Regions from separate parts of the Mus musculus genome. Here regions 2, 3 and 4 are each linked to region 1. The links are chromatin contacts, called in public HiChIP or PLAC-seq, Micro-C and promoter capture Hi-C maps. All regions are on one chromosome and are shown on one strand. The core of a region is the stretch at or near the end of the contact, and the rest is flanking DNA. Distances in the headings are between cores, read along the strand shown. Region 1 holds the start of Cbx2 (chromobox 2). Region 2 holds the start of Nptx1 (neuronal pentraxin 1). Region 3 holds the start of Engase (endo-beta-N-acetylglucosaminidase). Region 4 overlaps Gm11767 (a long non-coding RNA gene).

Region 1 (6,411 bases), core at 1,319-3,818:
ACGTGTATGTGTGCTGCAAACAGGCTTCTCTTCAAGAGAGATGAGCATTTTCCCTCAGCCTCTACTTCCCTTTTTTTATTTTAAAGATTTTTAAAAATTTTATGTGTATGAGTGTTTGCCTGCATGTATGTACATTTACCATGTTTTCCTGGTGCTCTTGGGAGCCACTAGAAGCCATGCAATTCCCCGGAGTTACAGGCAGCTGCGAGCTGCCCGATATGGGAACTGAGAACAGAACCCAGGTCCTCTGTAAGAGCAGCAAGTGCTCTTCACTGCTGAGCCATCTCTCCAGCCCATACTTACCTGTCTTAACAGGATTCCAACCTCTCTCAACTACACAAGGCAGAGAGGGACCGGAGCTCAGCAGCCAAGTGCTTGCCTAGCGTGCTCCAAGCCCTGGGTTCAATCTTCAGGATTGCCAGAAAACAAAAGTAAAACTGAAGGCTTGTCCATGTTGTATGGCACCAACCAAGACAGTCACTCCCAGAATGGACTCCTCGGGGCCTAGACTTCATTGCCACGGGATTTGATTTATCTCTTCTATGTGGTCTTTAAACGTTCCAAGGTTATTGCTATGCACAGATAGTCTGGGGCTGACTTACAGGGCTTTGTTTTCACTTAGAATCTCCTCAACCCAGATCTTTGTATCTTGTGGACCGTCTTGGTGTCCTGTAGGTGACGATGAGCGTCAGGTGGCCATTAGAAGTTCAATGAAATAAAAGGACACACAATTTCAAATCCCATTCCTTCTGCACCAGTCAGTAGACAGTGAGGACCCTGGTGTCCAGGGCTCATACCAGTCTGGTCAGACCGCTGCTAAAGACTCGCTTCAGTATCTAGTGTTGCTGGCACCGGTCAACGCAGATTAGCTGCTTATGAAATAAATGAAAGAACCAGTCTAACTTATCCTACTACGCCAAAGATGTGAGTCAGAGATGCCACAAATTCTGAATCACGCCTTGGCTGCATTGATAATGGCTCCGTTCCAGTCAAGTCTGTTGTATCTGTTTCTCCAAATTAATTATTTTAACTACTCTCTCCCCCAACTAGGTTTTCATGGTTGGACAGATAAGATATATGACAGACATATTTCAGGTAAAGAGACTTATTTTTTTCCAATGTGTTCATATTAGGTTCTTGGCTACTTCTCGCCAAACAAGAAAGAACTGTATTTTTAAAGTTCTTTGCTCTTAAAAAATAAGTAAGCAACTGTGTTGGTATACCCTGTTCCAGAAAGGGAATAGTGGGCAGATTCTAACAGTAAATGTGACACCCCATAGAATCCCGAAGCGCAAGCAGCAGTTGAAATGGATCCAGCTATTTATAGGATTACAATAAGCACACCTTTGTACAGCGCAACCATTTACTGCCCAGCTGATCTGAACAGGGACAAAAAGAGCTGTCTGGGAGACTTCAGCGGCTCTCTTCCCCCTTGCTTCATCCACTACTGCACCAAGCACCTAAATGAGCAATCATTGCGCTCTCAAGAAGGAAAAAAGAAGGAAAAAAAATGTCTCTTTCCCTGCCCCCTCTGCAAACAGCTGCGAGCTCTTTCCAAAGCAGATTTAACCAACCAACTAAACTGAAGAATACCCTAAAACCCAGTGGTTTCCCGATATTCGTTTCTTAGGGCAGAAAGCTTTACAACCAAAAGATATTACTCCTTCATAAATAGGTTCACGGTTACGTGAAGACAAGGTCCTACAAAGGTGTGACTTTGGATTCGCAGCCTGTTCAAGAAAGAGGCAAAACCAGAAAGCGAATTTTCATTGGATTCTGCTTTATTAAATGAGAGAACGCTTCTTTCATCATGTGCTTGACTCGCTTCAAAACTTACAAAGGAGACTGTTCAACGGAATTTATGTCTGAGCGGGAAAATAAATGGGTAGGGCGCCTAAGCCATGGCGACCTGGGAGGACCGGGGCCACCCCTGGAAATTGATCCAAAGGACTTTACTAGCAGAGCTAGCAAGCAGTGACAAGAATCCAGTTACACCCAAGTCTGCACACCGATCCCTCTGGCCCACGTCGACGTCACCAAAATCGTGAAATAAACTAAGAAAAAAATCAAGTTGGTTGTGTCCCCACGCGCGTACTAAAAGTCGGGGAACTAGGTCCCATTTTCACAACTCTTTAGTTAAGAGTTCGGAGTTCAGTCTTCTTCCAGTGACCTGAATTTTTCATCTACAACCTTAAGTAGAGTTTCGAGGCTCCTTTTTCGGTGTCCCCTCCCGAACCCCGTACTTTTCCACTCTTTTTGTACCCCTGACTGGTAGAGGACTAGTGGGGAGCAGCGCCCCTCACTGGCGGGGGCAAGAAGCGCCGCGTGCTCCCCGCTTCGCCGCCCTCTGGCCAAACAATAGCTTTCCGCAGGGACCTGCGATCCGGAGCGGCCGGACCCCAGGATTCCCGGAGCACGCAGCCTCCCGACACAGTGCAGAGAGCGCCCAACCCCACGGACTGGTCCCCGCCGCGGCTACCACGAACAATGCGCGCCCCGCCCCGCGCGCCCGGCGCGCCTATTGGCCCGGCGGCTGCGGGTAGAGCAGCGCGGGCGACTCCGGCGCGCGTGCGCGGGGCGGGGCGCGGCGGGGGCGGCGCTTTGTGTGCAGCAGTGAGCCGGGGTCTGCGGGGCGCGGGCCGCGGCGGGCGGCGGCATGGAGGAGCTGAGCAGCGTGGGCGAGCAGGTCTTCGCCGCCGAGTGCATCCTGAGCAAGCGGCTCCGCAAGGTGCGTGAGCCCCCGCCCGCTCCCCGCGTGCGCCTGGCGCTCTGCGGGGCTAACCGCCCGCTCTTATCTCTCCGCAGGGCAAGCTGGAGTACCTGGTCAAGTGGCGCGGCTGGTCCTCCAAGTGAGTCTCCGGTGCGCGGCCGCCTTCCCGCGCGCGCCTCCCGGCCTGGGTGGGAACCCTCGCATCGCAGGCCCGGGCGGGAAGTCCTGTGCCTCGGGACCCAGAGGACTCTGGCCGACTGGCGCTGCCCTTTGTTTACGAGCCCACGGGGAGCGAGCAGGGCGGCCTCCAGCCCCGAGTCCCTGGAGCCCGGCCCGCCTCCGCGCCGCGCGCTTCTGGCGCCCATTTGTTGCATGCGCCCCCGCCCAGGAGCTGGCCGCGGCTGGCGCGGGACGCGGGCCCCCTCCCCTTGCCCAAGTTATCCTGCTGTAACCTGAGCTTCCTACTGGTGGGAGGGCTCCCCCACCTACTCCTACCCCCGGCCCGAGCTTGCTTTCTTCTCAATGAGGGACGGGGACCCGGCCTTCTCCGGAAAGGGCTTCCTTTGTAGCTGCCCCGCCACCCTCCTTCCTGAGCCCCATCCCCTCCAGATACCACTCCCCAAACCCGGTGCCCTGCCCGCGCTCTCGGTGGTATCCTCCACTTTGTTCCGTCTGTGCCCCCCGGCTCCCCCTCCCCTACCTGCCTTCCCTCCCCTCCCTGGCTCCGGGCCAGGCCCAGGGGATTCCCTCGGCAGCTTTGCTCTTTGTTGGGGTTTGTTTTCCTCCCAGTGTAGACTGTCGAGTCCTCTCCTGGCCTGCTGGGGTTTGAGGTGGCAGTTTGCCTGTGGGTTTGAGGCTGGGATGCTAACTAACTTTAAGGACTTCTAAGACCTCAGAGGACAGCCTCTGCCGCAGTGCCCCTTGTCCCAGCGGGGCTGTGGGAGCTGTCCCCGGCAGCCCACCTGGATGCTGCTCACCAGCCCGCCCACCCCCCTTTGCTTTGCTTTTCCAGACACAACAGCTGGGAGCCAGAAGAGAACATTTTGGACCCGAGGCTGCTCCTAGCCTTCCAGAAGAAGTGAGAACTCTGGAGGAGGGGAGAGTTGGGTGGAATTGGCTGGTGACACAGTGGCCTGGGGCTGTGGTGTGGGGAAGCCTGTGGTGGAGCACTTTAAGGCCTCACAGACAGCCTCTGGTTTCTCTTGGCCTTTTCTGTGGAGTAGCTTTTGGTCGGCACTAATAGCACTTGAAGCTGGAAGCTTGTTGTAAAAAGCACACCTCTGCCCCTGCCACGGTGTGCGTGTGCCATGGTGCAGGAGAGGGAGGGCCCAGAGTGCAAAGTCATGTGTTTGATGTTTTGCCCAAGCCTTGAAAGTGCTGAGGTCACTTCTGTAATTACAGTTCTTACGTCCCGCCTCGGGGTGGGGGGGGGGGCACGACTCATTGAGATAAGGATCCTGTGAGATGGTGTTGGGAAGGGCATGTTGGGCTGGGGGACAGGGAGGTGGGTTTCACCGGCACCTTCCCTCTGCAATGCCTCTGTCCATAAAGCAGATGAATGTCTGCTCAGAAACCTCCCCAGCTGAGGTCAGTCGAGCGAGCTTGTTCTCTGGTAGCCCAGCCTGTGTTTCTCAGTGTTACAGGAGTGGGAAAGGGATAAGTTTTGGCAGGATGTGTGAGTGCTTGAGCCTGCTCGGATTCCTTTGGAAACGGATGGATAGATAGCAAGCAACATCCTCGCCTGTTAGACTGATGGCTTGGTCCTCACAGGAGCCAGCTTGGCACTGTGTAGAGCTGGTATGTTTCTCTGTGATTGAGGTGGCACCCTTGGGCCAGGTGCTACTCATACAAACCTGCAGCTGCTGCTCCTGGAGAAGCTGGGGGTGGGGGTGGGGCACTTGAGCAGATGGGAAACCAGCTTGGCTGGTGAAGCATGATCCTGAGGCAAAGGGATATGCAGTGGGAGGAAGCACATGCTCTGGACACTAGGAGCTGGCTGTTAACTTCTGGCTGTCAGTGAGGAGATGCTGTGTTAAAGAGAAGTCAGAGCCACAATGGAGAATCAGGTGTCCAGCTCAGCAGAGCCATGAAATGCTCCTTGAAATTGATCTGGGGAGTTGGAGAACCAAGGGGGTTTGAGCCTCGGGGTATTCCTGGAGGTCCAGTCTGTTTCTTTTTGAGATCACGGTCCAGGGCTCCATGGAAATGGTGTTTGGCTATATTGTGTTTCACATTTGTCTGTTTGCTTAGGGGAGGGGACCCGTGCATGTGGCCAGGCCTGTGTGATGGTCAAGGGGAAAGCCTGTAGGGATTGTTCTCGATAACCGTTTTAATGATTATTCTTAGTTTGTGTGCATGGGTGTCTTGCCTGCGTTTATGTCTGTGTGAGGGCGTCAGATCCCTTGGAGCTGGAGGTCAGACAGTTGCGAGCTGCCCTGTGTGTGCACTGGAAGTTGAACCCAGGTCTTCTGGGAGAGCAGCCAGTGCTCTTAACTGCTGAACTGACTCTCCAGCCCCCTATTTCTCTGTTTTAACCATATGGGTTCTGAGAGTCAAACTCAGGTCGTTGGGCTTCGAAGCTTGCATCTTTACTTCCCAAACCATGGCACCAGGTTTTGGTCACAAGAATGGGTAACCTGAAAGCTGAGCTTCCGTAAGAGGCTGACAGGGGCTCTTGAGTGTGTGGACCTACCCCTGGGCTGTAGAGGTGCAGGCTTTGAGGCATGGCTGCTGGGAGCCTGCTAATCACCCCTCCCATTAAGAACAGACTTCTGGAGGTGTATGAGCTCTGCAGGGACGGGGTGACATAAGCAAGTTGGCCCTGAGAAGCCACACTGGAGTCCTCAGCCCCTAGGCTAGCAGATCATAGAGGGTTTCCTGCGCTTGGTACATACTGGAAAGCAGGCTTTGTGGGCTCTGTGCTTTGTGAAAACAACCAGGTTAGACCCGTAACATCCCAAAGGCTGTTTGAGGATATGCGTGCTGGGATTTCCGTGGGGGTCTTCACCCACAGAAAGTTTTCTTAATGAAAAATAATGAGAGGCTTCCCAGCTTTGTTCTGAAATGCTGACTGCAAGGACGGTGTGGGCCAGCCCCCTAAGCCGGTGCCTGGACCTCTGCCCACGGCTGTCTGACGAATGGGATCAGGCTTTGGCTGCAGAGTGGATGATAAGCTACTGCAAGCTAGACCGGCAGTGGGGATCCCTTGGGAACGGAGGGTGGAGGCTGAAGCCAGAGAAGGGTTTGCAAGCAGGGCTTCTCAAAGCTGATTGGCGGTGTGTCTCCAGGGAACATGAGAAGGAGGTTCAGAACCGGAAGAGAGGCAAGAGACCCAGGGGCAGGCCGAGGAAACACACAGTCACATCCTCCTGCAGCCGGCGCTCCAAGCTCAAGGTGAGTTGCTCGAGGCTTTGCCTGGTCTCCTCCTGGCTCCTCACCCACCTGTGCTGCTCTAGGCAGAAGTTCTTCAGGGGAGCTGTTGAGGTAGGCACGCCTCTTTCTTGTTGCTCCTTCAGGCCTCCACAGCAACAGGCAACCGAGAGCCATGTTCTTGCTACCCTGGGGCCTCCTCAGGTGCTGCTTCTCCCAGCACAAGCCCATTCTGCGCTCTGTCCTCCCGGATAGCAGCTGCAGCCTTGTTAGACCATGCACAGCTCCCTCTCGCCTTGGAGACACTCCATCAGGGAAGCCAGCGTGCAGTA
Region 2 (6,796 bases), core at 1,525-4,024, 520 kb after region 1:
GCACAGGACAGGCTGTGAGCCTGCTGGTGAGCTGCAAAGTAGGCATGGGGGAGAGAATGGGGCCTGCTTCAGTGCACACTGGCCAAGGGACTGAGAAGGTGTGGCTGCAGAAGAAGGAACCAGGCTAGCTCCCCTCTGAGCTGCCCCCGTGGGGGCCGACCTGATTTAGATGATGGTGCTCTGAACCTCTTGACTGTACTGGGCTTTTCTCTCAGTCTCCACCAGAGACAAGCATCCCTACAGCCTGTCCCCTCCAGTAAAGCCAGGATACACTGCAGTTTTGTGTGCAGCTGTAAGGACCTTTCCGAGGGAGTTGCAGGCCTCCCCCAGGGATGCTGCCTGGAACCTACTGAAAGGCAGGGCAGCAGCCTTCCTTGAACCAGGGCCCCCAAGGTGATGCTTTGAGGGTACCACAGAGCCTCTGATGAGCTGCCTGGAAATTGAGGCTCCAGGCCTGGTCACCTCGTGACTGCTAACCAGCATCCTCTGGGAAAGTCTAACGCTCACCTCCACCTCTACACTTCCTGTGGCTGGTCCTGCCCCCCCACCCCCACTGTGACTGATTCTCAGGGAAACAGGTCCCATTGAGCAGTGCATCATTACTCTTTTAGAGCCAAGGAATGCACCTGCCTTGCCAGCTCATGGCTGTACCCCTATCCCAGGAATTCGGACAGGAACCTAGTCCCCGAATTCAGAGTGACTTCTAGAAAGCAACAGGACAGGACAGGACAGGACAGAAACAACACCACCCTCGAGGCAACTGAGCAACGGAGCAGAGCTGACCCTTAGCGCAGACCTCTGCTAATTCAGGCTCGGTCGTCTGGGGAGGTGGGGGGTCAGTTCCAGTATCTCTCTGGAGTGTTTTCCTGTCCTGAATCTCCCACCCCTCCCTTCTAAGGTTCCTCTTTCCCTTGATGTTTTTCAGTTACATAACACGCCTTAAGATGGCACTGTTTAAATCCATCCTGCACATTTTGCAGTCCGAGCAGGGTCACGTGGCCCTGCTCTGAGTGGGGCTGCCCCCTCCTCCTCTTACAACCTTGTTTGATTTCTTTGACTTCAGGGCACAGCTCATCAGCACACCCAGGCAGGTGCTAAGGACCAGCCTGAGTTCATGACCAGGGCAAATGCAGCTGCATGCAAGATGGGTCACTGGAAAAAAAAAAACCGATTGAGAGGGCTCAAGGTAGAGAGAGGGACCCCTAAACCCTGAAAGGACACCAGGGCTACTGGGCAATTGGCAGAAAAGATACCCAATGGCCCCAGAAGGCTAGTGTCCAGATCTTTGTTGGTGACAGATTCCAGCTGAAAGCAAGGCTTTCATTACTAAGGAAGGCTTGGGCCACAAACAGCTACTGTGCAAAGTTGCTGGAGATTAAACAAATCAGACTTAAAAAAAATCCTGCGAGTGTCCTGACTGTACTGTACAATCCCTTCTTAAGCTCTGCTGCGTCCCTGGAGAGGTATCTCCAGCCTAGGAACTGGGCAGGAAGCCCTAACTGGGGAGGGATTACAGAGTGGGGCCGGGACAAGAGGCCAGGGCAGGGAGCAGGACCCAGGCAGGCTGTCTCTGGAGAGCATGCAGCACGTTCCCCTGAGCCCTTACCTTTCTCCAGCTCGCTGATCCGTTGGTGTAGGGAGGTCAAGGCGCTCTCGATCTTGGCCCTTTCCTCTGTGTCGTTCTTGGGGCCCCCTTTCCCCTCCTCCAGAGTGTTCACCCGAGACAGCACCTGCCGCTCCAGGTCATCGATCTTGCTCTGCAGCAGATCCTTGAGGCTGTTGGTTTGGCTGGAAGAATTGAGGCGGCTGTACTGCTGCGGGGGCATAAGGGCAGGGGAAAACCACACCGTTAGGCGTGCAGCCCGGACCGTGCGCGAAGGCCCGCGACGCGGTCCCTGGGGCGATTGCGGGGGTGGCCTGGAGGGAAGCTCCAGCGAGTGGCAGCCCTCGGTGCCCCGCAGGGTTCGAGAGGCGCCGGTCAGGCATCAGCGCGCCGAAGAGGCAAGGAAGGGGGGACGGGGGTGCCGGACCGGGTCGGGATGGGGTGGGCGAGGGCAGAAGGGCGCATAACACGGAGGGGAAACCGCAGCTCACGCGGACCTCGAGGTTCTCCAGTCGGGTTTTGAGAGATTGCAAAGTTTGCCCGAGTTGGCTGAGCGTCTCCGCGGCCGGCGTCCGGGACAGGTCGCCCATCGTGTTCTTGCCCGAGCCAGGCTGCTTGCGGCCGCCTCCCGACCTGGCCTCGCCGGGACCCGAGTCCAGGGTGCTCTGGCTCTCGCAGCGGCCAAGCTTGGTGGTCAGCTCCCTGATGGTCTCCTTCTGGCTGAGGATGGTCTCCTTCTGCTGCAGCACGGTCTCGCGGAGCTGCAGCACGTTGCTCCGAAGCTCCTCCGCGCCGCCCGCAGCCACGGACGCGGCACACATGTCTGCATCCACCGGCACCGAAGTGCAGATGAAGCGGGTCGGCCCGAAATCTTGGGCCCCACTGCCCAGGAGGCAGAGGGCGAGCAGCGCACAGGTGCGTGCGGCGCGGCCGGCCAGCATGGCTCCGGACACTTGGAGCACCGGGGCCGCTCGGCTCCGGTGGGGATCGGGCTGAGACCGGGATCGGGCTGGCTGGGGCAGTCGCTCCGCAGGCGGCCCGCGCTCTAGCACCGCGCTTCTACGCCGCACAGTCTTCTCGGCCGCGCTCCTCGGCCCCCACTGCCGCCTGCGCTGCGGAGCCCGCGCCTTTTATGCAGCCGCGGGAGGGGCCTCGGCGCCGCCGACGTCAGCGGGGGAGGAATCCCGCTTTAATTGTGTGCGGACCGGCCCCGCGGCGCCGCGGGGGTCGCACGGGAGCGCGGCTGGAGCTACCTCGGCCCTCCCCATCTCGTCCCTCCCGGATCCGCCACCGCCCCCTCCCACCGCCTCCGCACGCACGCCCCCGCCTGGGCCCGCGCCGCTTCCCCGAAGACTACCAGAATACAGGGCCAAGAAGGAGATCGGCCGTGGGCCTGGATTAGATGGTGGGGCACCTGCCCAATACCCCTAATCTCCAACGGGGCTCGGAAAAGAAGAATGGCCACAAGACAAGCTCGGTTCGCTTGCTCCACACTAAGCGCCCGTGTGGTTCGGGCTCCATGCGCTCGCAGCCCTCTTCTTCCTAAATAGTCAACGTCGGTGTCCCCTGCGTTCAGCTCGCTGAGGTCCAGAAAAGGGGTCGCGAGGCCGAACAATGATTCATGGACATTTGTGGCTGAAAGCCACGGAGCACTCTGAGTCTGGGGATCCCCCACGCCCTGGCTCCCCGCCCTACTGTATTCCCCTTCTTCCAACTCCTGAGGATTGTAGACCTAATAATGTCCCCCGCCCCCGGAAACGAGAGCCCGCACTATGCACTCGTCAGGGCTAAGGCCTTCTCGGATCTGTGGATCAAACCCTTCCTGCCATCCAAGCCAGCCTAGTTCCAGGCAGGTGGCGCCCCAGAAGCTGGCTGGCCACTCAAAAGGGGCCCCTGGGGGAGCTTCTTCCCTTACCGCTCTGGGCGTGTCTGTGTGTCCCTTTGTAGGTGTATGTGAGCGTTGGGTTTACCGGTCCACTTGAAACCCCGTCTAGCCCATTCCTCGCGCCCCTGGACTTTGGAGGAGGGGTTTCAGAGGTGGGCAGCGACTTCGCATCTACAGGGGTTCGCACCTCTTTACCCTTTTCCTACAGACACCTTACCCAGCCACCTGCACACCCATACCTCCTTTTTTTCTGGATAGCAGCACTGCCGGCTGGGATTCCAGTCCAGGTTTCAATGCCTCTGGGGACTCTGGACAAGGGTCTGGGCTGCAGCCCCACGTCGGAGTCAGAATCGGACCTGGGAACTCGCCCAAGATCCAATTATGTTGAAAAGAAAACGAAGGCGGGGAGAACCCACATCGGGTTTTAAATGACTGGAAAAGCCCAACTACAGGCTGGCTGGGTTCGCCCCATAGACCTTCCAGTCAAGCATTCGGTTGCCTCACTCCTTTTACGGGTCTGCGATGGACCAGACTAGGTCCGGACTGTGAGGCGCCAGTCCGGGACCCACTGGCAGCCTTCGGACAGAGGATGCCACTCTCCGGTGGGCATCACCGGTGGTGAAGGTAGAAGCCAGATTGGCAGGGAAGCCACTATCCAGGTCTTCTCCGACGCCTCCTCCCAGCCCCGAGCCCCAGGGGCGCCCCACTGCCTGTGTTTCTCTTCTCGGCATTTAACCATCCCGAGTCCGTGCTGCGAGCTGCCGTGGCCCCTACACGACAGGAGCGTCGCTGGGCCGCCGCTTCCGGGCGCCAGAGGGACCCCGCAGTCAGGACGCGGCTGTGGTGCAGAGAGGGAGTGCGGGGCTCCCGCTCCGGCGGGTCCACCGTCAGGTACAGAACGCAGGAACGCAGCGTCTCGCATCTGGGTGCCCCCTAGGTTCCGCTGGGGTCTCAGAACTAGCCTCCCGCCGTTCTGCGTGGGACGTACACCGGCAGAACTAGGAATTACCCCCCAACCCGGGGCGCTGCGCTGCTGGGCGACGTCTGCCCCCAACTCCCAACCTAGCGCGGACGGATGCGGGGACCCCGCGCAGACCTAGCGCTTCGGCCCCGGCGGCGCCTCCCCCCACGCGTCTAACGCGAAGCAGTTCCTGGCCTGGCCCTGCGGCGAGGCTATCCCCGCTCAGAGTGCGTGGGCGCAGGAGACCAGCCTGTCCCTTCCCCCGCAGGTGTGTAGAGGGAGCTGGGCGCTTAGTGTATCTTGAGCCCCAGGAGCGGCCCAAGGGTCCGATTTTTATCATCCAGAAGACCTAGGTGACTTTGGTACTGTCACATGTGGGCGCTGATGGTGCCTCACCTTTTGACGGAGGATGATGGGAGGGGGCGGGGCTCAAAGGGAAGAAAGGGTCCTGCGCTCAGGTCCAGAGGTGGCAAGACCTTTGGGATCTGTGTAGCCTGGAGCAGGGAGCAGGGTGCAGGGAGCAGGGAGCAGGGAGCAGGGAGCAGGGAGCAGGGAGCAGGGAGCAGGGAGCAGGGAGCAGGGAGCAGGGAGCAGGGAGCAGGGAGCAGGGAAGACAGTCAAGGATACAGTCCATTCGACCACCATTGCTAAACTGCCCAGCCCATGTGAGCAAACACACTGGAAGAGGCCTCTACCCTCTTTAAATCCATTCCAGAGGGTTCTCAGGATCCTAGGTAGGGAGAGTCTACCCTGGTCATTATAAAGTTGGCTCTGCTTCTCATTGTTTTGACTGGTAGCCCAGAGGGTCTGGGGCAAAGAAAAGCCATCAGAGGGGAAACCCAGGAAGTTGGTAGGTGGGTGCTCCACTGGCTACTTATATGACTGCAGGCATGTCTCTGTGCCTGACATGGGCACCACATCGCAGAGCCTGAAGTTGAGCGGAAGAGTGGGGTAAATACTCAGTCTGTGGACACAGCACAGCACCTAAGCCTGGGAAGCCTTGGTCTCACACAGAGCTGTAGTGCATTTTCACCACACCCATGCAAATCCCATTGATACCTGCAGAACAGAGATGTCTAAAATACTGAGGAAATGATGCGTTTAGAATACTTAGTTTTTATTATAATTATTTCATTATAATTTTATATAATTTAAGCCTGGATGATGGCTTTGTTAACCAGACTTGCTGAAGACTGAACAGTCAGCTGGCCCGGGTTCAGCATAACACTGGGGGAGGGAGCAGTCCTCGCACGGTGTAGGCCTGTGAGTACGAGGTAAATTCTGTTTGCAAGCTGATATTTGGTGCCAGAGTGGAAAGGGTGGGTGTTCTCAGGAAGACTACACAGGGAAGTCACACAGTACTCTGAGGACAGCAATGCCCATCAGGGCCTTTACCCACTGGAGAGTGGGAGCTCACACGGGTACACCCAAGCCCCACCCTGCAGCAGAGCCATGGTTATGAGCAGGGCAGGCATCTGGCATTACCATCAGGACCAGCCCCATATGCACAGAGCTTCCTGGAGGCTGACATGTGTAGGTGACAGGTGGGTCTGAAACAGTGCCAGACGGGCGCCAGCCTCCCCACAGCCTTTCCTCTGACAGGGGCACCAGCCTCCCCACACCCTTGCTTCTGAGACCCTCTAGCATGAAGCACTTTGTGCTTTAGTAAAGCCAGCCCTGCAAGGGGAACCTGGGAGTGGGTAGAGGGAAGCCTTTCAGTCCCTTCCCAAGGAGAGAAGTACAGAGTCTCATTAGCCATTGGGACACAGGGCAACTTGGCCACGTGCCAACAAACCCTTTCAGGGGACACGCTGTGTCTGCCATAGATGCTGTTTGAGTAGGGACTACCCTGCATAGGAGGAGAGAGTGCTGGTGTTTTCCTTACCCCCCTCCCCATTCCTGTGCTTTTGGGGCTAAGTCTCTTCAGCACTCCGGTTGCTGGGGCACTGCATGTATTCTGTTTCTCCTCCAGGCCGGTGCTGGCACCACTAACACTCTCTGTGTGACTGTACCCCTCACACAAGGTTAGAGAAACAGTATCCACAAACAGCAGCCCGGCTTCTTATAGGAAGCTGAGCCTTGAAGACACAGTCAGGACCTGTGAAATTTTTCCTTCCCCTTGGGACTGAGGGGTGGGGAGGCTCTGACAGCAGCCAGCCTCACAGGCCTCTGAGTCACAGCCTCAGCCCACCTGTGCCTCAGAGTCACTCTCCTGACAGAGTCTCACCCACTGGCATGTGGCATGTAGGGAACCTGCTCCCTGGGAGTGCTGGAAAAGGTCTAGCCCTCTGTCCTCTTCATGGGCGTGTCTGTGGCAAGAAGTTGTACTTTTTTGTTGTTGTTGTTG
Region 3 (6,005 bases), core at 1,664-4,163, 550 kb before region 1:
AGTCCAGGCAATAAAGACACAACTCAATTAATAGGAATCCAAGCTGTGCGCCTCGACTGGGCAGATCTACCACTACATTACCATCTTCCCCATCTATTAAGGGGGCCCCCTTAGAACTTGCGGTTTCTCCAGGCCATGTGCTTCTGCTCCACTTTTCTACTTCCTTCTCCTCTGTGTCCTCTTCCTCTTCCATTTTATCCTCTTCTCTCTCCCCCACTTCTACTTCACCTTCCCTTTATCTGCCCAATCATCAGCTCTCCTTTATTTTACAAATTAAGGTGGGAAGCAGGTTTACTAGAAATCACCCGAGTGCTGACTCACTCCTTGTTGGCAGCCCCTCAGAGGAGAATGGAATTAACATCAAATGTAATTAGTCCTGGGGCTATCTGCAACTCCAGTGTTATCTGTTTTTAACAACAGCCCTCACCTCACTGGGGGATGCAAAATGCTATTTCTGGAGCCAGATAAGAATGATCATGGGCTGGGAACAAATTTAGGTCACCCCAAATTCCATGTCTCAGTGTGGTAGCAGTTTCATGGAGTTTTTGTAGTAAGAGAACAAAGGAAGTCATAGATCAAGACACCTTCCAAACACTGTTGGAAACATCAGGGAAGTGCGTTCAGCACAATAAGAACATCTGTGCTATAGGTCTCCCATGCTATATGGTGACATTCTTAGCTCTGGGGTTGGTGGAACCCAGAGGGCCTGTTTGTACATTCTAAAGGATTTAGCTAATAGTCACAGGACATTAGGTCCCAGAGAGAAGGACAGAGGCTATTCCAGGGGCCAAGATAGGTCAGATAATCTGTGATTAGACCCTAGGTCTGCAACATTCCAAACTCTCAATAATCAAGGAAGTTCTAACCGGTTAACCAGCTTATAAAATGCAGCTTCTTTCCAGAAACTGTTGTTCATACATCATCTTAGATCCAGTCACTATCACAGACAGGATGTGCTGGGCTCAGTTAAGCACCTTTGCTCCCGGGAGAGCCTGCGTGAAGTGGTCCAGGTTGAAGCTGTGTCTACTCTATGGAAGATCCAGGAGGCTGCTTCTGTCCTACCATCCTGTACACTCTCACAGGCTCAGGTGGCAGCCACAATTCCAAGCATCAGAGCCTCTCCCGCGCCCGGCAGCCAGCAGGAAGCAAGGCAAGAGAAGTGCAGTGCTCGCTCAGAGCAACAGACTCTTGGCCTTCCACACTGGCCCTCAGTTTCCATGCTTCTCCTTCTTCTGGTCTTTGGAGCATTATGGGGACTGAGAGGGAAAGGGCGAGACAGTGTTAGGCTGTGTTATGGGATGCTGTCCTCTGGGCATGACACAACTATCGTCATCTAAATTGATCCCCCGCTCACGATACTTTCACAAGACTGGCCTATCATCATGCCCTTGTAGAAGGAGTGGGGAGTTGGGGGTCAGGTCATCAGACCCTAAACTGAGAATTCAACCAGTTCTTCTTTTCCACTCATGACCCTGTCCTAGATGCACAGGTCTTGGAGGGGGGGCACCTAGAGTACAGAGGCAGGGAGTTGGGAGGTGGAGGGACGATCTACACAGCTTTCAAGATAGTTGTGTTTGCTCCACAAGGCGTTATAGTAGATGACTGTGTTTGGGCTTGTGACCTGCTACCTTCTCTCTGTCGCAGCCCCACACAGAGCTTCCCTCCCCACCCTGGGTCAGTGGGAAGAGGTGTCCTGCCAACTGTGTCCCACAGATCAGAGTGTCCTGCTCCCCAGCGTCCCTTCCCTGGCCGACTGGCCAACAGGCAATGTAACCAGGGCCTATATTCAACCACCTTAGTCACCATCCCCACCCTTGGCGTTTATGGATGCTTGGGGCCTCATAAAGCTCAAAGCCTGTAAACAGTAATAAAGAGGCCCAGAGAACTTGGCTTGGGCAAGCTGCTGTGGGGCCAGAAGCTGCAAGCTGCAGAGGGGTATTGGGCTCAGGGAGGAGAAGCCATTTCCTCGTCTTCTGGCATTTCTGCTCACCGCTCTGAACACAGGACCATCAAGGTTACTGTGAATCTCTTCTGTGCCCAGGTACTGTGGGAGGTGCCCTCTGGCAGATGCAGCTTCCTGGACCCTGAATACTTGAGAGGATTTATTTCCTGCAGAACACAGGCTTAAGAGTAAGAAGAATGCATTCAGGGGAAAACTATCCATGCTCACCATGCTGACCACCCTACAGGACAGATGGAAACAGTCCCTCCAGGTCAGCAGCACTGCCCCCATCTCTCCACCTGCCTTTACTCCTAGGTTTCCCATCGTACCTGGCTATAGCATCCCATGGAGCCCTGCCTCAAGCTGGTTATAACACCTCTTTCTTTTGTTCATTAGTAAGAAAAGACAATCGTCAGCCTGTGTTGGTTATCCAATTCCAAACGGTCAGCCCTGAAAACATTTGCATACAAGTAACATTAAAGGGACCGAACAGGTTGTGTTTATATATACACACACGTAGATGACAAACATTAAAGAAGTAAAAATCATGAATTTGAGAGAGATTGGATGAGGTACACAGGAACTATTGGAGGGAGGAAAGGGAAGGGAAACATGTAATTATATTTTAATTTCTTAAAAAAAGCAGAATATTACAGGTGCCTGTAATATTAGATCCCATCCAGGAATCCAGGGATCCAAGGAGCCAGGGACCCAGGGAAGCTAGGCCACCAGTCTCTGTGGCCCAGTTCCAGGGCTCATTGCTAACGTGTACCGACTTGGTTGTCGCTGGCAGATTGTTTCATTCGTCTGGAAAGAAAACTTCGTGGCTAACTCTAAATAACACTTTTTTGGGTCTCAGAACCTTGGGCTCAGGATCCACGCAGCCCCGCCTTTCTCCTAGACCCCGCCCATCAGGTCCCGCCCCGTCTCTCCGGTTATTTAACTCAGGCTCTACACCCGCCGCTTGCAGAACGTGGACAGATCCTAGCCGGAACTCGGTGCGAGCCAACCGCGGCGCTGCACACTCACCATTGGCTGAGAGCTGCGGCAGGGGCAGGCCCAGGCTTGCGATTGGCTGTTGGAGCAGTGTCTGGAGGGCTTAGCGGTCGGCAGTCGCTGACAGTCATGGAGACCTCGTCGGTGCTGACCCGGGGAGCTGCAAGGCAGCGGAGCCCCGCGGCCCCGGAGAAGCAGGCGCGGGACCAGACGGAGCGGAGGCCGGGGCGGCGGAGGCAGGGGCGGAGGTGCGCACGGCTGGGCTGAGCTCCAGGTCTGGGCTTGGGGTGGCCATGCTGCCTGTCGTGCAGCGCGACACTGTCTGTCGCTTGCGGACAAACCTACGTCCCTCCATCCTTCTATCCCCGGTCGCAGACGGGCCACCCGAGCAAGTTAGCAGCTCCCTTGTTCCTAACCTATGACGGACCCTGTCCCAGCCCATCGGGATCTCGTTCTGGCAGTCTGGCGCCAAGGCTACTGCACCTTCCTTTGGCCCTATAGATTAGGCAATCCCGAACATGGATGGCTTTCTGTTCGTGTAATATTTGAACTGAATCTTTAGGGACGAGGACTGTACTAGGTGGATCAGAATGAGCAAAGGCACAAAGGCAAAGAAGTGGACAGACATACCCCCCTGGTCCAGGGTTGTAACCCCGTGGTCGGTGGGACACTGGGAAAGGTATCAGCACAAACTTGATGTGTCCTGCTTCGTTTTTAAACCCACAGCAGTGAGACAGATGGGCTATTCAGACTTTAGGATGGTTGCTGACCGACGGGAAAGGTATTTGTGGGTAGAAGCCATCCTAAGAGGTCCTTTTCCTTCTTACTGGAGGGACATTCAGGTGACAGGTGGGCATGGGCAGACGGGATGACTTTGAGTTCCTTTGGGTGCAGCTGAAGGATAAAGGAGTCAGCCAGGGGGGCGCCATCTGGAAGAGGAGTATTTGGTGGTGAGATTTCAAAGGCGGGTGTTTTGCATGGCCTGATGACACAGGCCTTTAATTCCAACTCCTTGATGGGGTGAGGCAAGAGGATCACAAGTTTGAGGCCCCAACCTGGTGTAGTGAGGCCACATCGCAAAAATTAAAATGGAAGGTCTTGAGAGAGATTCATGGCAGAGCACTTGCCTAGGATGTAGGAAGTTCTGGGTTTGAGCCCCTAGCACCACAAGAAAAAGATGACGTCTCCATTTTAGCCTGCTACTGTCTGGCCATCCCCGCAGTTCCAAAGGCTCCTCAGTTTACTTACAGAGGGACAGTGTGATTGATGGCAGAACCTGAGGAGGGAGCTCAAGTCATTCCTGATGGCCTCAGGCCCTGGGGGCTTTTAAGGATGCCAGCTTGGATAACTGTGTACCTAAATGGCTACTATAGTGTCACCTCACTACTCTTTAAAGGATACTTTGAAACATATTAACAAATGAACAGTTTCTGATTTTGCTGTACTCAGACTTTGCAACTTCATGAAGCCAATGTAGTTATTCCTTGTATTATTCAGTTGCTGAAGATGGGGGGGGGGAAGGGGGCGGTGATTTTGCTGGTACTCGAAGACCATATCCCTTGGCCAGAGAAGGCCTGTGGTTCTAGGAAGTGTTTAACTTGGGGGTTTCACCTGTTGGGTGGGGCTGTCATTGGCGTCTGTCCAAGCACGAGCAGGCCTTAGTTGCTAATAAAGAAGATGAACCCCAGATCCCCTTTTTCTGGTGCCGTGCATGCCTCTGGTGTGTATTTTATAAGCCATGTCCTGTGTTATTTAGCCATTTGCTTCCAGCAGTTATTTACCCTGTGGGTGCCTGCGAGTGTAGCTCACCTACCATGTGCAGAGCAGAGCCCTAGTTCAATCACCAGTATAAATGGGGGACTGTGGCAGAGCACCCCTCTAGTCCCAGCTCTTAGAAGGTGGTAGGACAGAGATCAGAAGTCAGTGTCACCCTTGACTACACAGTTCCAGATTGACCTGGGCTACATAAGACTTTGTGTCAAAAAACAAGAGCAAATCAATCTTTTAAAACCCACCCTTTGCCTAGGATCAACGAGGATCAAGAGGAGGAAGCAGTCTTTAGAGAGGTGGTCAGTTTCACCCCGGATCCTTTACCAGGTGAGGTGACCAAAGTCCCCACTCATGTCCCTTCCTGGCCATCGCAGTCCCCACTCCCCTCTCTGTCAGAGAGGAAGAGTATGTTCGAGTCCCCTGATTTCCATATTCCTAACGGTTCTCTCCGTGGACCAGCTAGATATTATGACAAGGATACTACCAGACCTATCAGCTTTTACCTGTCGACGCTGGAGGAGCTCCTGGCCTGGACCCCGCTCATGGAGGATGGCTTCAATGTAGCCCTGGAACCCCTGGTGTGTCGCCGGCCTCCACTCAGCAGCCCCAGGCCCCGGACCCTGCTGTGCCACGACATGATGGGTGGTTACCTGGAGGACAGGTGAGGCTCTGGTGCAGTGCTGGTCTTATTACTGGCCATCCCGGGATGGAAGAAGGTAGAGAGCAGTCCTAGAGCCCTGGACGGAGTTATGGAAGCAGGTCCCAGATGGGCCTCTGACAGCTCAGGGAGAGAAACTCAGTCCCAGGTTAACCTTCCTGTGGCAGAAGCAATATGGAATTGGGCGAGCTCTCGTCTGCTTTAGCCGCAGACAGCTAGTCCCTCAGGCTGCCCCGGAAGAGAATCACCTTCTGGCCCAGCAGCCTCATTCTCATCTCATTTGTCTGTTGTGCTTCCCCTAGGCTCTGTCCTGGTTTGGGCCTCTTGCCCTGGCTTCCTGTGCTCTCTCCCGCCTCACTCTCCTAGCTATGCACGAGCTAGCTAGAGAGACATTTTTTTTTTTTTTTGGTTTTTCGAGACAGGGTTTCTCTGTATAGCCCTGGCTGTCCTGGAGCTCACTCTGTAGACCAGGCTGGCCTCGAACTCAGAAATCCGCCTGCCTCTGCCTCCCCAGTGCTGGGATTAAAGGCGTGCGCCACCACGTCCGGCTTAGAGAGACATTTTTAACATCTATTGAACACTCTCGGACAGGATGATTGATGGGAAGCTGAGTCAGACCCAGCTACCCAGCCAGGGGGT
Region 4 (6,052 bases), core at 3,075-5,574, 910 kb after region 1:
TTGCTTCAAAAGAAAGGATGGAGAGTCTAATGGAAGAATACTTGTGGGCTGTACTCTTCTGAAGGTCCCAGCAACCACATGGTGGCTCACAAACATCCATAATGAGATCTGATGCCCTCTTCCGGTGTGTCTGAAGACAGCTACAGTGTACTTCCATATAATAATAAACCTTTTTTTTTTTTTTTTTTAAAGAAGAATACTTGTGAGAAATCCTGGGGTTGGTTTCTAGCAACAAAGTAACGGCCTATAATTGACAAAGAGGGATGCAGCCAGAAAACCAATACATTAATTAAAATGGAGTATTCGAAGACTTGAAATACAAGGGAGCAGAGAGACAGATTGGGGGCTGGGGAGCACTGAGATCTATGAATTAGTAGACCCCAATCCAGGTTAATAGTTTTTCAAAGATTTAACTTTACTGGTGTGAGTGTACGCCACATGTGTGTGAGAGGGGAGACTGTCATGGCCTGAAGAGGACATAGGACCCTGTAGATCTACCGTCACAGGAGGTTGTGCTCCTGATGTGGGTGCTGGGAACTGAACTCCGACATCTGGATCACAGCAAGTGCTTGTGAGTCCTCTCTCCAACCCCAATAACTTAAAAAAAAAAAGTTAATCTGTGAAAACCACGCATGTGCACACAGCATGTGAGTGTGTGTGTGTGTGTGTGCCTGTGGAAAAACTTACTTTTTTTTTCCGTTTGAAGAAGACTTTGGACTAGAAGAGAAGTTGAACTTGAAAGCAGTGCTTAACAGGCTGAACTGGTAAGATCCTGAAAGATGGTGCTGAGTCGGGTTGTGGTTTAGCTCAAGGGCTTAGAGGGGAAGGATTGTTTTGTTTTGTTTGAGACAGGATCTCTCTGTGTAACCTTGGCTGTCTTGGGACTTGCCATGTAGATCTGGCTGGCTTCTAACTCACAGAAACCCACCTGTCTCTGCCTCCAGAATGTGTGTGCCACTCACTACACCCAGCTGGAAGCAAAGATTTTAACAGCAACTGGGCTAGAAGCCAGTTTTGTGCTGTTTTGGCAAAGAATGTGGCCGCTTTCTGTCCTTGTCTTAAGAATTTTCCAGAGGCTAGATTTAAAGTGATGGACTAATTTCTTTGGTGAGGAGATTTCAAAACAGCCTCATGCCAGCTCTGTCCCATGGTTGTTAGTAATCAACATACGCTGGTCATCAATGAAAATGAGCAAGGGGGGGGGGCAAAAATCAACTTGAGATGCAGTCTAAGGAGGAAAGGAGCAGCAGGAAATGTAATGGTGGAGGCAAGGCTTGGACTGACAGCAAGCACGAGGTTAAGGAGGAGGCAGAACCCCGGGCAGGCCCCCACCCAGCTGAATTCCAGCTTGTGAAAGCAAAGGGACTTAGGAAGAGACAAAAGCTGCTCTGTGTGATTCCTAGGGCCCGTCCCAAGCAGGCAGCCCACTAGCAGTGTTGTCCCTGTAGTCCTGGCATCATGAAGGATGTATATGTGAAGGGGTTGTGGAATTCTCTAAGGAGAGCTACTGAGGCCGGGCAACATGTGGCAGGGCAGTTCCCACAGGAAGGCCCTGAGAGGCCATTGCACGAAGCAGAAGTAAAGCCTGGGCTGTCAGAGATCCCAGGTGGTAGGGGTGTGAGAGTAGAGGTGCCTGCTGGGAACTGCTGGCAGGAAGTGGAATCAGCTTAAAAGATGTATCTGGCCAGGCATGGTGGTGCGCACCTTTAATCCCAGCACTCGGGAGGCAGAGGCAGGCAGATTTCTGAGTTTGAGGCCAGTCTAGTCTACAAAGTGAGTTCCAGGAAACCCTGTCTCGAAAACAAACAAAAAAAGATGTATCTGGAAGTCAGCAAAGCTGGACTGGTGGGGCCGCCCAAGTCTTCCGACACCAGACATGGTGTTGTTACCCTGCTGAGTTTCAGTCTTGCTCTGGGTATTTCACCAGAGTCCCTTTCCCTCCCTTTTGGAACAGTAATGTGTAGTAGTCTGTGCCATTATGTGTTGGAAGAATGGGATTTGCCTTTTGAGTTCACAGTTACTGTTAAGGGATTGGCTTGAGTCTCAGAAGTCTTTGGACCTTTAAACAGTGTTGAAACTGGGAGAGTGTGGGGACTTTCTAAGTGAGACTAAATGCAGTGATATGGCCCCATGCCTGGAGGGAGGCCAGGGGGTAGAATGTGGTGGTCTGAATGAGACTGGCCCTCATGGGGTCAAATGTTTGAATTCTTGGATCCCAGTTGGTGGAACTGTTTGGGAAGGATTGGGAGGTGTGGCCTTGTTTGAGGGGGTGTGTCACTGGGAGTGGGCTTTGAAGTTCCCAGTGTGTTCTCTCTACCTTCTACTTGTGGTACAAGACGTGAATTCTCTCAGATGTTCCTGCCACGAGGTCTTCATTTCATTGCATTGTCATGGCCTTCTAAAACCATAAGTTCAATAATAACCACCCATTATATAATAAATTATATGTAATATATAATTAAATTATATGAAATAGATGGTGATTTAGACAGGGTCTCACTATGAAGCCCTGACTGTTCTGTTAACTCTACACTATATAGACTCAGAAGGACGGACTTGCCTCTGCTTCCCAAGTGCTGGGATTAAAGATGTGTGCCGCTACAACTGGCACAAAAGCTTTTCTTTCCTTAATGCTGCCTCGGGGTAATGGCATTTTATCAAAGGGATAGAAAAGTAACCAAGACACCCTGGCTTTAAAAAAAAAAAAAAAAGAACAAGAACAAGAAAAAAGTTAAGCACAGGAAACTGACTTCACTTCCACATCAGATGGAGTCACTTAAGGAAAATCAATGCTCTGAGAACGATCAAAGCACACAAAGGTGTAAGCATCGTCTCTACAAAAGCAGCAGAGAGCAGCGGAAGCAACAGCGATGGCCGGCAGGGTTAGGATTCCAGAGGGGCGGACAGCAGAGAGCAGGGCTGACCATCTGCAGCTGGCACTTGCCAAGTTTTGTCACACTGGGTTTAATGACAAGCCTAAGGTTTGAGAGGCATTTGACAAGAGTGGGGACTAGGCTGAACATGGTGACACACACCTTTAATCCGAGCGCTGTGGGGTGGGGAGGGTGGGCAAAGGCGACCGGATCCCTGTGGTTTTGAGGACAGCCTGGACTATAAATCAGATCCTGTCTCAAAACCGAAGAAGACACACAAGAGTGGCAACCGGAGGACCAGCCTGTGCTTCAAGGTTGCCGAGCTTCCCTTCCCAGTGGTGGGAGGTGGTAAAGAGCTGGCAGCAACTGTGGAGAACAGAGCAGAGCAGAGGGCCGGGGGTTTCCAGAGCAGGAGACACAGGCAGGGGTTCTCAGTGTGTCCACAGCTGGAAGCCTGGAGGATGGGTCCTAGAAACAGAAGCCAACCAGGGGCAGCTGAAGCAAATCCCGCCACCCCTCCAGTCAGTTCAGTGCCTCAGGCTTGGTGTGAGGTGGCCAGCGGCTTCCTGCGGGGGTGGGGGGGTGGGGGAAGCTAGAGCATCAATGTCCCTATTGAAAAGAATGCTCTGGGAGTTGTGGCCTGCGTGTCTGAACTCTGCAGTGACAGGAAGAAGTGTGCACAGGCATGGCCGGACTCTAAGTCAATTTCACTTACAGGGCCCGGGGAGCTGGCTCAGCGTGCAAAGTGAGCCCTATTCCCAGCCCCAAGTGTGATCCCAGCATTCAAGAGGCAGAGGTAGGAGGACCAGATCAAGGTCATCCTTGACTCTGTAGTGATTATGAGGCCAGCCTGGGCTGTCTCAAAAACAAACAGGGACTGGAGAGATGGCTCAGCAGTTAAGAGCACATGTTGCTCTTGCAGAGGACCCAGGTTCAGTTCCCAGGACCCCGTGTGTCTAGAGAATCTAATGCCCTTTTCTGACCTCTGAGGGCACCAGGCACTCTTGTGGTGCACACACATACATGCAAGGGAAATACTCCTATACATAAATTGAACATTTTAAAGACAGTAAAAAACCAAAACTTTATTTGCAAAGCCCTGCAGTGGCCAACAAGTGATAGTGTGTGGGGGGCCTCTGACCTGGCACCACCAGAATCTAACCCATGACATCAGCCCTGGAAGTGTGTGCGGGTGACAGCAGGCACAGACCTGGAACCCATTTGCATCACATTTCTGCTTAAAGAAAGGAAACAGCAGAGAAAAATGGCCGAAGTGGTGATGGAGACTCAGCTGAGGCCAAACTGTGGCAAACTTAAGGCTGCAAGCCCAGCTGGTGAGGAGCCAGAGCCCACAGATGGTGACTCAGACCGTCGCCTAGGAATGAAGCTGCTGTTGTGGCCCAATGTGGCCAGAGGCCCTGGGATCTCACTGCTGCTGGAACTGGGAGGGATGGTGGAAACTCCCTTGGCCCAGCCTGAGCTAGCCACAGGCATTTCCTCCCCTCTAAGTGCCTGCCAGGGGCTCAAAGCCTAGAGCCAATGAGTTCTTGGGAATGACTACCTGAGCCACAACCCTGCAGGAAAGGCACTTCTCGAGGATGCTGGCCCTGCACCCTGCTGCCAGCCCCACGCCCTGTTACTCAGCCTCTGACTGCCACCACCCTTGCTTTTGTGACAAGTGCTTAGAATTAGTTTATACTGTCCTCATTTCAGCTCGAGATCTCAGGGACATTTGACAAGATGAGAGCGGAGACTCTACTGGGCATGGTGGTGCTCATTTTTCATTCCAGCACTGGAGACAGGGATGGGTGGATCTCTGAATTCGAAGCCAGCCTGGTCTACATAGCAAGTTCCAGGATAGCCAGGGCTACACAGAGACCAGGTCTCAAACACACACACAACTTTCTGCTGGGCCAGTGGTGGGAGGCCTTGAGTCTGACTGGGACTCCAATGGTAGGAGGGAATGAACTTGGGCAAGCTGCCCTCTGACCTCACTAGTGTGGGAGTCCCCCAAGGCAGGACAGCCTAAGATCCCTTGCTTACAGGGACAATGACGTGTGGGAGGCTCTGTGCAGGATGTGGTGAGAGCAGCAACCCCAGGTTAGCAAGGGCTACGGAGGGAGGGTGGTAGTGGGGTATGAAGGTGCTGGTCCTCAGAGCAGAGCAGCGCAGAGCAGAGCAGGGTTAGCTTCTGTGGCTCTTCAACAAGCCCGTTCTTGCCAGGTACAGCAGGCATAGTTGCTACCTATGGGAAGGAGGTGTGTACTACCCCATCATCAGGCCTGTAACTGGGGACACCCACCCTGCCCAGGGTCACTGTTCCCCTTCCAGCACCCTGTGAGTGAGGCTCAGCTACTCCACCCCTCAGTCCTGGGGTGCTGTCAGCTGCAGGGAATGGCCCTGTCCGTGCCTGGGCTCTCACAGGTGTCTGTAAGGAGCAGGTGGGGACTTTCCCTCACCTCACTCATGTGTCTGTGTCAGTGGGCATCTGTCATGCTTCATCAAGAGTGAAGATTGCGAGCTGTGGCCAGGTGCAAGCCGGTTGTCTCCGGGCACCCACAATCTCCTTCCCACATAGCTCTCTGGGGTAGAGGCTGTGGCTCTTTTTTAAAAAGAGAAGACTCTTGGCCAGTTCCAAGAGGTCAGCAGGGACGTATATATGTATAATCAAAGCAGAATGGACCTAGTGGGTTATTATGTGTGTGCATATGTTTATGTACACATTAAATATGTAACAATGGTGATTAAAGGTCATGAATGTGGGGGGAGGAGTTGAGTTGGAAGGAGCAAGAATTAGGGGTCATGTATGTTCAGTGTTCATGTATGTATGTGTTAGGAGTCATGTATGTTTAGTGTTCACGTGTGAAGTTCTCAATGGAATAAAATCAGTCGTCATCATCATCATCATCGTCATGGACAACAGAGACCCAGGAAGGAAGGGGCTGACAGACTCCTCATCAGCCACCAGGGAAACCAGAACTAAACTCAGCAGCTGTCACATGCTCACCAGGCTGGCTATGGTTGAAATTAACAGGGGGAAAGGCGTGTTGAGGAGGAGCTAGGGAAGCTGGCAGCCTCCTGGATCCCTAAAGAGAGTGTAAGATGGCAGCCAGCTCCTTGCAAGTTCAGTTCTGGGCTGAGCATGTGGCTCAGCGAGACAGTGTTTGTCTCCGCCTCAC

What was found. Promoter capture Hi-C pulls out the DNA fragments that hold promoters and counts their contacts. Hi-C and Micro-C count contacts between places; a contact is called where the count stands out from the background. HiChIP or PLAC-seq counts read pairs in DNA pulled down with a chosen protein or histone mark.
Region 2: a Micro-C map of embryonic stem cells shows a contact between it and region 1, with 3 times the contacts expected there. The contact joins the promoter of Nptx1 here to the promoter of Cbx2 in region 1. A contact is called at or near these places in 1 of 39 promoter capture datasets (embryonic stem cells), 10 of 484 Hi-C or Micro-C datasets (embryonic stem cells, stem cell-derived epiblast-like cells and stem cell-derived neural progenitor cells) and 5 of 115 datasets of contacts at active chromatin or transcription factors (all in embryonic stem cells).
Region 3: a promoter capture Hi-C map of neural stem cells shows a contact between it and region 1. The contact joins the promoter of Engase here to the promoter of Cbx2 in region 1. A contact is called at or near these places in 3 of 39 promoter capture datasets (the HPC-7 cell line, hippocampal neurons and neural stem cells) and 3 of 115 datasets of contacts at active chromatin or transcription factors (embryonic forebrain, embryonic hindbrain and forebrain).
Region 4: a contact with region 1 is called in a FOXA1 HiChIP or PLAC-seq map of pancreatic cancer cells. The contact joins the enhancer-like site here to the promoter of Cbx2 in region 1. A contact is called at or near these places in 1 of 39 promoter capture datasets (liver), 2 of 115 datasets of contacts at active chromatin or transcription factors (embryonic hindbrain and pancreatic cancer cells) and 1 of 9 other capture datasets (embryonic stem cells).

What each region holds. Positions count from the first base shown.
Region 1 is chr11:119,020,453-119,026,863 of GRCm38.p6, forward strand. It overlaps Cbx2 (chromobox 2), which reads left to right and starts at 2,569. Exons shown (of 5, transcript NM_007623.3): 1 at 2,569-2,728; 2 at 2,806-2,849; 3 at 3,723-3,788; 4 at 5,998-6,103. The coding sequence starts at 2,657. It overlaps Gm35829 (a long non-coding RNA gene), which reads right to left and starts at 3,387. Exons shown (of 3, transcript XR_389218.4): 1 at 2,821-3,387.
Region 2 is chr11:119,545,046-119,551,841 of GRCm38.p6, forward strand. It overlaps Nptx1 (neuronal pentraxin 1), which reads right to left and starts at 2,775. Exons shown (of 5, transcript NM_008730.2): 1 at 2,101-2,775; 2 at 1,607-1,814. The coding sequence starts at 2,544. It overlaps Gm11762 (predicted gene 11762), which reads left to right and starts at 3,585. Exons shown (of 4, transcript NR_045099.1): 1 at 3,585-4,717.
Region 3 is chr11:118,473,919-118,479,923 of GRCm38.p6, forward strand. Engase (endo-beta-N-acetylglucosaminidase) reads left to right here and starts at 2,914. Exons shown (of 14, transcript NM_172573.3): 1 at 2,914-3,186; 2 at 4,965-5,035; 3 at 5,168-5,369. The coding sequence starts at 3,068.
Region 4 is chr11:119,929,072-119,935,123 of GRCm38.p6, forward strand. Gm11767 (a long non-coding RNA gene) reads right to left here. Exons shown (of 5, transcript XR_001780400.2): 5 at 3,939-5,118. Among named protein-coding and RNA genes, the nearest start is that of Baiap2, 11 kb to the right of the region's middle. Within about 2 kb of position 4,325, at least 142 of the 459 cell types and tissues checked have an H3K27ac peak or open chromatin away from gene starts, as enhancers often do. A contact at or near this core is called in pancreatic cancer cells, where this site is marked.